Regions from separate parts of the Mus musculus genome. Here regions 1 and 2 are each linked to region 3. The links are chromatin contacts, called in public Hi-C and promoter capture Hi-C maps. All regions are on one chromosome and are shown on one strand. Each heading gives the region's core, a stretch centred on a gene start, on an enhancer-like site or on the middle of the called end of the contact. The rest is flanking DNA. Distances are from core to core; before and after follow the strand shown. Region 1 holds the start of Whamm (WAS protein homolog associated with actin, golgi membranes and microtubules). Region 2 has its middle 62 kb from the start of Klhl25. Region 3 holds the start of Aen (apoptosis enhancing nuclease).

Evidence for each region. Hi-C and Micro-C count contacts between places; a contact is called where the count stands out from the background. Capture Hi-C pulls out chosen DNA fragments and counts their contacts.
Region 1: a promoter capture Hi-C map of liver shows a contact between it and region 3, with 3 times the contacts expected there. The contact joins the promoter of Whamm here to the promoter of Aen in region 3. A contact is called at or near these places in 1 of 39 promoter capture datasets (pre-B cells) and 1 of 9 other capture datasets (liver).
Region 2: a contact with region 3 is called in a Hi-C map of CD8 T cells, with 5 times the contacts expected there. The contact joins the enhancer-like site here to the promoter of Aen in region 3. A contact is called at or near these places in 13 of 39 promoter capture datasets (the 3T3-L1 cell line, 3T3-L1-derived adipocytes, cranial neural crest and 8 more), 1 of 15 datasets of contacts at CTCF or cohesin (large pre-B cells), 33 of 484 Hi-C or Micro-C datasets (the AML12 cell line, B cells, CD4 T cells and 20 more), 11 of 115 datasets of contacts at active chromatin or transcription factors (astrocytes, embryonic basal ganglia, embryonic forebrain and 8 more) and 2 of 9 other capture datasets (embryonic stem cells and liver).

Annotation. Positions count from the first base shown.
Region 1 is chr7:81,569,552-81,572,768 of GRCm38.p6, reverse strand. It overlaps Whamm (WAS protein homolog associated with actin, golgi membranes and microtubules), which reads right to left and starts at 1,477. Exons shown (of 10, transcript NM_001004185.3): 1 at 860-1,477. The coding sequence starts at 1,447.
Region 2 is chr7:75,908,587-75,912,238 of GRCm38.p6, reverse strand. No RefSeq gene overlaps it. Among named protein-coding and RNA genes, the nearest start is that of Klhl25, 62 kb to the right of the region's middle. RefSeq lists an enhancer at 1,557-2,256. Within about 2 kb of position 1,743, at least 92 of the 459 cell types and tissues checked have an H3K27ac peak or open chromatin away from gene starts, as enhancers often do. A contact at or near this core is called in CD8 T cells, cerebellum, cortical neurons and 3 more, where this site is marked.
Region 3 is chr7:78,894,050-78,897,673 of GRCm38.p6, reverse strand. It overlaps Aen (apoptosis enhancing nuclease), which reads right to left and starts at 1,747. Exons shown (of 4, transcript NM_026531.5): 1 at 1,660-1,747. Gm39039 (a long non-coding RNA gene) reads left to right here and starts at 1,892. Exons shown (of 2, transcript XR_882236.1): 1 at 1,892-2,091; 2 at 3,312-3,624.

The DNA.
Region 1 (3,217 bases), core at 228-2,727, 2.7 Mb before region 3:
TGTCCGAGGAGTGTCCAGAATGTGGAATGAAGCTCTGAAACTTGGCTCTCTTCGTGAAATTGTTGCTGGGTAAAACTTATACATTCTCCCTAAATCTTCCAGTGAAGTGAAAAGTCCCCACTCTTTAGGGTCTGTTAAGTTTACCACACAAATAATGAATGTGTGTGTCTCAAATTATCTGGTCCAAAAGAGCCTTCTTGTTGTTGCCATTAAAGGCAGATGAGTAAAGCCTCACTCCCCGAGGGCTTTCCATCTGCTTGAAGATAATAATAAAAATCCTTATTGCTTGAAGAAAAAATAATAAAACTATCTTTTAAATGTCATTCATCCTCAGACAGTTTTAGCCATCCCTCATCTTCTCCGGAGAACCCCAAATTGCTTCCACTTAGCTTATGTTTTTATTCCGACGGACATGCCTTGTTTTCAGTTTTACTTTCATATTTCTGGCCTTTCCCATTACAACATCCTGCTCTGCCCAGAACAGGGAAAAGGTGAAGCGCAGAGCCTGGCTCAGAACTGCAAGTAAACTTTTACCTAACCCCAGGACTGGAGAGGCTGAGGCAGAGGAATGTCCTGAGTTCAAAGCCAGCCTGGACCACAGATTGAGACCCTGTTTCAAAAACAAAAACAAACAACCAAAACAACAACAACAACAACAAACCAAGAGAGCCAGGCGGCGCGGAGCCGAACTCTGATAATCCTAGCAGAAAACAAAAACAAAAAAACACAAAACACCACCACCACCGTGTTTCAACTTCAAGGTCCCCACTCTCTCTCAACAGAGGCGCAGGTGCACCAGCGACGCCCGGTGCGCATCACGAGTGTCCCGCGGACCCGCCCTCGGCCCGGGGCCTCATACCTGGTGCAGCCGGGTGGCCGTTTGGCCCAGGCGAGCGCGCAGCGTCCTCTCGCGGAACTCGCTCAGGCCCTCGCAGTCTGCCGAGTCACCCGGGGCCGGGAAGAGCACGTCGCGCACGGTGGCGCCGCCGCATCCTTCGGCCGCCAGGCCCAGGTAGTGCTCCAGCTGCCGGCACAGCTCCTGCAGCGCCGAGTCGCCAGGGTCCGCAGGCGCCGGCCACAGGAGCGGCCACAGGAGGGCCCACAGCCCGCGTCCCAGGCCCCAGCCCGCGCCGCTCGCCGCGTCCAGCTCGGGCGGCAGCGGCGGGAAGCAGGGCTCCAGGGCCGGCCACAGCGCCGCCAGCTGCCGGTGCGCGCCGCGGAACCCGGCGGGCGACAGCACCCCGGCCCAGCTACATCCCCCGTCGCCGGCCTCCCGCCGCTCGCGCCGCCGCCGCTGCGCCGTGCGGTCGTGACAGGTGACGGCGAACTGGCCCTTCGCGGCGTTCCAGGCCACCAGGAAACGCAGCTGATGGCGCTCGGGCTCCGGGAAGAGGTCCTCACGCAGCGGAACCCAGCCATCCAGGCTGTCGGGCTGCTCGCTGTCCATGGCAGCCGCACACCCTTAGACTGCGACAGGCCACGACATTTTCCGGGAGCCGCTACTGTCAGTCAGAGGCGCAGAAGCTCCCGCCCCCTCATTCTGATAGGCTGTGTGAGGGAGGCTGTCTGGAGTTGGTTAAGTGAAAGCCAATGGAAAGTCTTTTCGGGGAGGCGGGACAAAGTCTCCCTTTTACAACACCGGCGAACCTTGAACTCTCTAAGTGAACCAGGCTAGCCTTGAACTCGTAAGAGACCACCCTGCTTCTGTCTCCTGAGTGCTGACATTAAAGGCATACAGCCGCTATGTTCGGCAAAGATTTTATTTTTAAGCCCATGTATACATGGGCAGGACGACATCACACCTTAGTACAGATGCCAGAAGAGGGCGTCATGTCCCCTAGAACTGAATACTCTATGGGGCTGTTAACAGCTTAATGCACTCTCTAAAAATAGTAATTCTTAGCTGCTGAGCCATCTCTCAAGCCCCTATCTTAGTTCTCAACATTACAATGAGAATTTCCCTCAACAGGATCCTATTAAGTATGTGGCTCCTGAAACAAACATACTGGCAAGATCAAACTTCTATTTGAACTCAATATTTACTTACTGAGGGCTCTGGGGTGTCAAAAACTAGATCGCAGACACATTTATTTTTGTCAATATAGTAAACTTACTGAGTATCTGCTGTGTTGTTGGTATATTGAGATGGGGGAGAGGGGGAGTGCCTAAATATTTCTGCTTTCCAAGCCAGTCTATGCCAAGCATCATCCTGACAGCAAGGATTTGAGACCTAGAGAGGGAATTTGTCTACAATATATGTGCACCAAGGCTAAGCAGGATGGCCTCACTACTGAAAGCATGCCGCCGGGGTATTATAACAAGCCAATAGAAAGTGCTGCTGCATTTCCTCACATGAGCCCTAAAGATGCCAGTTCTAAACCTGCAGCCACCTTAGATTCCGAGAACAACAGACAGCCATAAAAACCTTTATGATCTAAGGCAAGGTGAACCTTGAAGAAGAGGTCACACCTGTCCTCAGAAGAAGTGATTATCTATGCTAAAAAGCTGTGCCCTCCAGAGCAAGTAACTATTCCTGGAGATGACAAGACCTGTTGGGAAGGACCTTGAGATGAGGGGCAGCTAAACCACACCTTGGTAAAGAATGCCTGCATATGCATATCTCCTTTTTAAATGCACTTTATTCCTAGGAGAGGATCTTTGTCCATTCTGGCTCCATTGGAGCCTTTCGGCTCAGATGCCAAGCTTTGTCCTTCCTTCAGATTAAAACTGAAATCTTTGTCCTCCTTGTATTTGATCTGTTGGCCTTCACCATCCTAGGCCTTCAGTTTGCTAACCACAGAAGCCTCCATAATCTTATGAGCTAATTCTTCAAAATCAATCTCTCCATTGTGTAAGCATCCTGTTAGTTTATTCCATCTAAAGAACCTTGATGTTAATACAGTGTGTGTGCTTGTGTATGTGTGCTTGTGTGTGTGCTTGTGTGTGTGCTTGTGTGTGTGTGCTTGTGTGTGTGTGTGCTTGTGTGTGTGTGTGCTTGTGTGTGTGTGCTTTGTGTGTGTGCTTGTGTGTGTGTACTTGTGTGTGTGTGCTTGTGTGTATGTGTGTGCTTGTGTGTGTACTTGTGTGTGTGTGTGTGTGTGTGTGTGTGCGCTTGTGTGTGTGTGTGTGTGTACACACTTGTATGTGCTCATGCATGTAGGAAGACATACATGTAGGATGAAATGATATTTTATGTTTTTTCCATGTATAAATATAT
Region 2 (3,652 bases), core at 494-2,993, 3.0 Mb after region 3:
TGAAGTGATGTTTTCTAAAGAGAACACTGCATTTACAATGTAAAACTCCAGAAAAGAAAGCATGAGGACAGAAAAAAAAGTACAACTCCAAAAGGTTACACACTACATGATCGAAGCTACATAGAAATATATGAAATGACTAAGCTGTAAACGTGGAGAACCCATGGGCCAGGGGCTAAGAGGGCTTCTGTATGGGAAGGACATAAGTGGACAGGGCACTTCCCCTGTATCTTGCAGCATCAATGTCAAAGCCCTAGCTGGAGCATTGTGCTAATTCTTTTGCAAGATATTATCGTTGAGGAAATATGGGTAAAGAAAAAAAATATGCCTGTCTGAATGCTGCCATACTCCTGCCTTGATGATATTGGATTGAACCTCAGAACCTGTAAGCCAGCCCCAATGAAATGTTGTCCTTATAAGAGTTGTCTTGGTCATGGTGTCTGTTCAGAGCAGTAAAACCCTAACTAAGACTGGGATTATTGGCATCACCACCACACCCAACGTCTTACTGATTCTGAGGCATAAACTCTGGTGCTCATGTTCGCAAGCCAAGCCCTTTGCTAACAGAGCGACCTCCTTAGCCCAGTTTCCTGCCTTTGATAATTGTAATGTAGTTTTATGAGAGAATTTTCTTGTTCTTAGTAAAGTGTGATTAAAATAATTAAACACAAGGAGATGTCATATCATACTTTTTTTTAAATGTCACTTAAGCAACTACATACCTTTGAGCCATGCAAGGTGTCCCACTCCCATACCCCCAGCACTTAGGAAACTGAGGCAAGAAGGTGCCCATGACAAGAAGTAGGGGATAGATACCAAGGCACTGTCTCACAAGAGAAAAACTTAAATACCAGAAAAATTACCTGTATCATACAAGAAGGGGCTAACTTTTGGCAGGATGGGAGAAAAATAAATGACAAATTTCATAGTCTTCTAACTTTCCTGTCATTCTGATGTTATTTCAAGATATTTCCATTTTTAAACTATTCTAGAAAATAGCCATAACAGTTACCCAGACTAAACTCCAATGATGGGGTTTTCATTGTAGAATTCTTGTATTGACTCCATCCTCTTCTTCTCTTTCCTCTAAGAGGGCTAAAATCTAAAATTAAATAATGTCTCAATGTCTCATATAAGTATATAGACTAGAATCATCAAAAAAAAAAAAAAAAAAAAAAACAAGCAGCACAAATTCTAAATCTAGATGACCTGGCCCAACCACTGCTACCAAGCCTATGACATGAGCACACTGCTCTGGTTCCATCCTGGGACTCAGGGCTCCATTAGGACCCACACAGAAGGTCTGCCCACAAGCTCCCTTGCCACTGAGAAACTGGATCCCCAGTGGGTGCCTTCACTCCCCTGGCCGCCCCATGCACGGCACCCCAGAATTCTCGTGCGCATGAGAAGTACTTCCTGCCTAGCTCTAGAAACCCAAGCAGCAGCTTCAGGGTAGGGAGCAGCAGAGAAAAGTGTGGTCGTTTGATGACATGCTGACAGCACCATATTCCGGAAACGCATCTTATACAGAGAGCGTGAGATGCCCACTTCCAAGAGAGGGACACCATGAATGTCTATACATCCAGCAATGGAGAGGGCTGGATGTGTGGGCAGATGGAATGACTCCCAGCATTGCCTCCACAGGACACTGTCAGTTCAAGCAGCTCCCACACACACCCCTGCCTGAGCTACTACAATGACTTTCACTCAAGAGCAAATGCAGACCGCAGCCTACTCGGCTCCCAGCCTGCTTCAGAGCCACTTCCTTGCTACGTGCATCAAAGATCTCAGTCCGAGAGCCACCAGGCATTAGGAGCAGTGCTTTCTCTGCTCTCCCTTCCGTACACAGTAGAATGTTTACTTGATTCTCTGTCTCTTTGACAGCGCTACGTCAACAGTCCCTGTGCAGACATCAGGCTTCTGAACACTCAAACCCATACACACACACACACACACACACACACACACACACACACACACACACACAGGCCAGAGGACAAGGCCAATTCTCTCCCATAAATTTGTAAGCTTGTTACCATAGAAACCCGTTCAGTCAAGCAAGTGTGGGTTAGCAGTGCCATCTAGTGGCATAGTAATGATTTTGCCGCCCGTAAACCTTAAGACCTTGAATGGGAAGGAACAGGTGTGTTGGGTTTGAGTTTGCATTCGGTTTGGCTTGGTTTGGCTTGGCTTGGTTTAGTTTGGCTTGGCTCCACTAGCTATCTTGAAAGTCCTTTATTATTTGAGAGATCTGCCCACCCACATCAAGCTCTTCAAAGCCTTTTTCTTCCCACAGAACACATCAAACAGCAGCCCATCTGATGTTCAGGATGCTCAGCATGACTATCCCATGTGTGGCTCTCAGTAAGTCAGGAATCACTGCAGTCACGCATACAGGGATAATAGCAAGCAACACTCAGAGGACCAGAAATAAGTGAGCCTCCCTGTGCCATTGGTCCATTTATTCAGCCAATAATCTGTTTCATGACAGTTAAATGCACCCTTGATGAACTCAGAAGTCACCGATATATGCCTGTGATACATTAAGAAAGTTTGACCAAGACAGAGTCCAGATTTAAGATTTCCACTTCTCTCTGTCTTCCCTCTCTCTCTAGCTTGTCATTTCTCCCCTATCTGTAGTCAAATGTGTCTGATCGGTGCCTACACGAGCACTGGCTGACCTGTCTGTCCATAACAAAGGGCTTTGCTCTTTATTTCAACAGCACAGGAAGTGTCATGTGAGGAAAGACTGTGGGATACTTTATGGAAATTTTTAACAGAGTTTTACAAGGAATTAATTTATTTACTCCAACTTACCCAGATTGCTGACAGAACTGCAAATAGATCAAGCAGTATCTGCTGCTGCTGACACTTACGGCAGATGTTTGGTATAAGGTCTTTTTTTTTTTTTTAACCTATTCAGTTTTCAGCACATGACTATCACAGCACGAGTACAAACAAACATGCATGGCTCTCTGGGTCTGGGACCTGAAAGAGTGCATAACTTAAGATCTCAGCTAGGCCTTAGTTTAGGTGCTCAATGACGACTACACGGGAAATTCAAGGTGAGTAAGGTTGGTTGTGACACTGTTCTCTCAAAGGTGGGTTACACAGCAGGGTGTCAGCCTTGAGTACTAAGCGACCTCAGCTCCACTATTAACTCCATTGTGAGTCTCAACAAAAGGTCTAGTCTCTTGGCATGGGAGAGATATTTTCATAATAACGTATCCGTACTCTGTTTCTATGAGAAGCACATTCATTTCTTCATGGAACAGGGAGTTGATTCTATAAATTCAAAATCTCTTAGCCTCTGCATACCCAGATTCCAGAGGACTCGTGCAGTGCTGTCTGGCTAGGATGGGACTGGGAACAACCTGTCCTCGGGGTCTTTAGCAGCCCTTGCATGCACCGAATCCACTTGTGTGTGCAGCTGAAACTCACACAGGGAATGCTTTGCCCATCTGTACAACAGGGGACCACTTTCAGGTCCAGGCCACTGCTCTTCTGCCTGTTCCTCTTCCCCTGAGGAATGGCAGCTTGTGACACAAGCCATAAAGAGAAACCTTTAGTGAACATCTCCAAAGGATAGATAATCTGTCAACCAAGGTCTATCACTCTAAAGAGCCTGGCCTATTTGAGGCATGTCATATAT
Region 3 (3,624 bases), core at 498-2,997:
GGAGATGCTGCAGGATTTTGGATGGATGGACCAGGCAGCCCAGGGTAGGAAGTGTTCAGAGAAGAGAAACCTGACAGGCACAGAGCAAAGAGCTTGGTGCTGGTAAACAGCTAGGAAGCAGGGGGCGTGGAGACAGGTGGAATGGAATGGAGAAGGATATGGAGTCACTGGAAGACTGCAGGGGCCATCACAGCTATCTCATCGGAGGATGAGCTCAGACTAGGGGCCTGAGCAATATTATCACAGGTGTGAAAGCTTGTATATGCTTGGCCCAGGGAGTGGCGCTATTAGGAGGTCTAGCCTTGTTAGAGGAGTGTCACTGTGGGCGTGGGCTTTAAGACTCTCATCCTAGCTGCCTGGAAGCCAGTCTTCTATCTGCCTTTAGATGAAGATATAGAACTCTCTGCTCCTTCTGCACCATGCCTACCTAGATGCTGCCATGCTCCCACCATGATAATGGACTGAACCTCAGAACCTGTAAGCCAGCCCCAATTAAATGTTGTCCTTGTAACAGTTGCCTTGGTCACGGTGTCTGTTCACAGCAGTAAACCCCTAATCAAGACACAGGGTAAGTAGCAGTAAGATAGGAGGAAAGACCAGTCCTGTGTTTGCTGATGCCAGCATGTGTGTGAGTAAAGGTCCACTTAGCCAGGGGGAGGCCCAGTGACCCATGCTGACTCAATGGCTCTCAGCTTGCTCGTTCACTCTCCAAATAGCACCCCCTCTTTTAAAAACAGGTTGTCAGCAACCTCCTCATTTCCACAAACCACACCTCAAAGGGAGAAAATCTGGCTAAGAAGACCTGTGCTAACCCTGCTGATCATAGACTTTCCTGTCCCTGCCGGCAAGGTCTGAAAGAAGCTAAAATCAGGTCCCCTTGAGAAAAAGTCTCTGTACTTTTGTATTTGTGTTAAGAGATAAAAAGCAGCCATTTCCTATAGTCCCTCACCCTGTGAACATGTCAGAACCAACAATTACAAAGAGAACGTCCACAGCCTGCAGCCCTGAATGGAGCTCAGCTTAGTTGGAGAGAAGAGGACACAGTCCTTTCAACAAGGCCACGTACAAATATTCCATATCTTAACTCTGGTCAGTATGGTAGGCACGTGGCCTTCAAGTGAGGGTCCCTGACCCAAGAGGATTCCAGATGAGAAGGCTCCCAAGAAGCTACAAAGCCAGAAACGTCACTGTCATAAGGGCCCCACCTGCCATGCCCTGCCTGCCATGCCCAGGTCTCTGTCTGTCTGTCGAGACCCTGTTCTAGCACAAAGTAACCGGATGGCATCAACCGTTCTAGGTAGAAGGCAAAGTTTGGGGATTAGGACCCGAGATCCCACCCTCAAGTCACGATTGCGATAATCATCCCAGTTTGAGAAAGGGTGGCGCAATAAAGGTCCCCGATGCTGCCCAAAAGCTTACCAGACCAATTTTAAACAAAACAAAACAAAAGTACGAGGACAGTCCGCGCTCACCAGCTGAGGCGTCCAGAGGACGCTCAACGTCCGCGCCGTCCCCTGAGGCCCACCGGCCCCGAGTCCGGCCAGGACCACGTGAGGCCGCGCCCCGGCCTAGTTGCAAACCAACCCGTCCCGAGAGCCACAGGCGGCTGGCGACAGAAACGGGCGGCCCGGGACTCCCTGTGGCCGTCCCCTAGCTCACCTGAAAACCCGGCCGCGCTTTCCCAGGTTTCACGTGGAACCCTTGCCGGGTGCGGAAGCTCCTTGCCCGGACAAGCCCGGCTTCGGCTACCTGTCTATTGGTTCTCTGGGGCGTAGCGCCCGCCTAAGGACTCTTCTGATTGGTTGATCCTGCTCCTCCTCAGTAAGTGTGCCAACTGGAAGGGGTGGGGCTACCGAAGGAAGAGGGCGTGGCCTGCGCCGGGATAGGGCAGCGTTTAGGAGGTTAGCATAAAACCGAATGGAACGTCCGGTTTCTGACCCGACGCCTAGTGAACCGCAACCTTCAAAGACTTAAAGCCTCAAAGAGCACATCCCGATCTGCCTCGGGGAACTGCAGCCCCTCCAGGCTTGGGGTTGTGAGAAGTCCGTGAAATAATACAGTATTCGTTAAACTTGGGGGAAAAAAAATCAGGTTTGCTTCTTCTGCACTGCTTTTTCAATATTTATTTGATTTGGGTTTTTTGTTTGTTTATTTTTTGTTTTGTTTTTTGAGACAGGATCTCAAGCTGTCCTCTCATTTTCTTTTTTTTTTTTTTCTAGTGTCAAGTTCACATAATGTCCTCGCTTTTTCTGTGTTAGCTGTGAATGAGCCTCTTGCCTCTGCCACCCTAGTGCTGGGATCACGCGTTTTGCCACCACACTCATCTTAAGTATTCCTTTGTGATTTTTTTTTTTTAGGAATGGGAGAGTTGCTCAGCGGTAAAAAAGGTGCTTGCTCTCTCTGTAATCCTGACAATCTGAATTTGATCCCTGAACCTTCTTAGCCTAGGCAGCTCTGGGCGTGGTTGCACACACCTTTGATCCCAGCACTCCGGAGGCAGAGGCGGGTAGATCTCCGAGTTCCAGGACAGACTGGTGTACAGAGCAAGTTCCAAGATAGCCAAAGCTACGCAGAGGAGAGAGGTAGAGAGGGGGAGAGGGAGAGACAGAGGAAGAAGAAGACGGAGGGAGGGCAGGCGAGCCAGATGCAGTGGTATTTATCTGTGACCTCAGTAACTCCTACAGTTAGATGATATATGGAGACAGAAAAACTAACTGGAGCTCTCTGGCCAGCTAGGGTAGGCAGAAACGAGATACCCCAATCAACAAGAAACTCCCTGAGCCAGGCGGTGGTGGCCCACGCCTTTAATCCCAGCACATGGGAGGCAGAGGCAGGCAGATTCTGAATTCGAGGCCAGCCTGGTCTACAGAGTGAGTTCCAGGACAGCCAGGGCTACATAGAAAAACCCTGTCTCGAAAAACCAAAAAAAAAGAAAGAAAGAAAGAAAGAAAGAAAGTCCCTGAAGTTGTCCTTTAGCCTGCATATGTGTGTTCAGCCCCTGCCCCTCCATGCACACACACACTTACACACAAAACAGGTTTTTAAAAGTAAGTTTAAAAAGGGAAAGCCGGAGGAGCTCATGGGCCCCAGAAGCAAATCTACTATTTTGCTAAACTGACAGCATCAATCTGCCCTTAAAATCCGTATACTCAAACATTCTGCTGGTGCAGCCCCAGACCTCATTAGAGAAGTTTCTTTGTGCGGTGGGTAGCCCCTAACACAGACACTCACAACTGGTCAAGCTGCAAGTGAGCGGCTGTGGGATGTTCAGCCATGGCGGAGACATCTATAGCCCAGCCCTTCTCTCCAAGGCCCACGACCATCTTGGAAGTCTGAGCAGAAAGACTGTAAGAGCCAGAGGAAGAGGAGGAGAAGGAGGAAGGCTGGGGTCATGTCCATGTCTCAAGTCAGGACTCTTGACTTCGTAGCCGCCGGGGCTGCCTGTGCAGGATCAACACAGTCACCGTGTCATGAGCATGGAGCCTGGAGTGGCTCACAAGCCCTCCCCATCCCTGGCTACCGACAGTTGATGGCTGCTGGGGGAAGGAGAACCAGGCTTTCCTGGATGGATCAACAGGATGCAGCTGTAGATAGGATGACCATGCTGCGGTGGGTAGCTAGTTC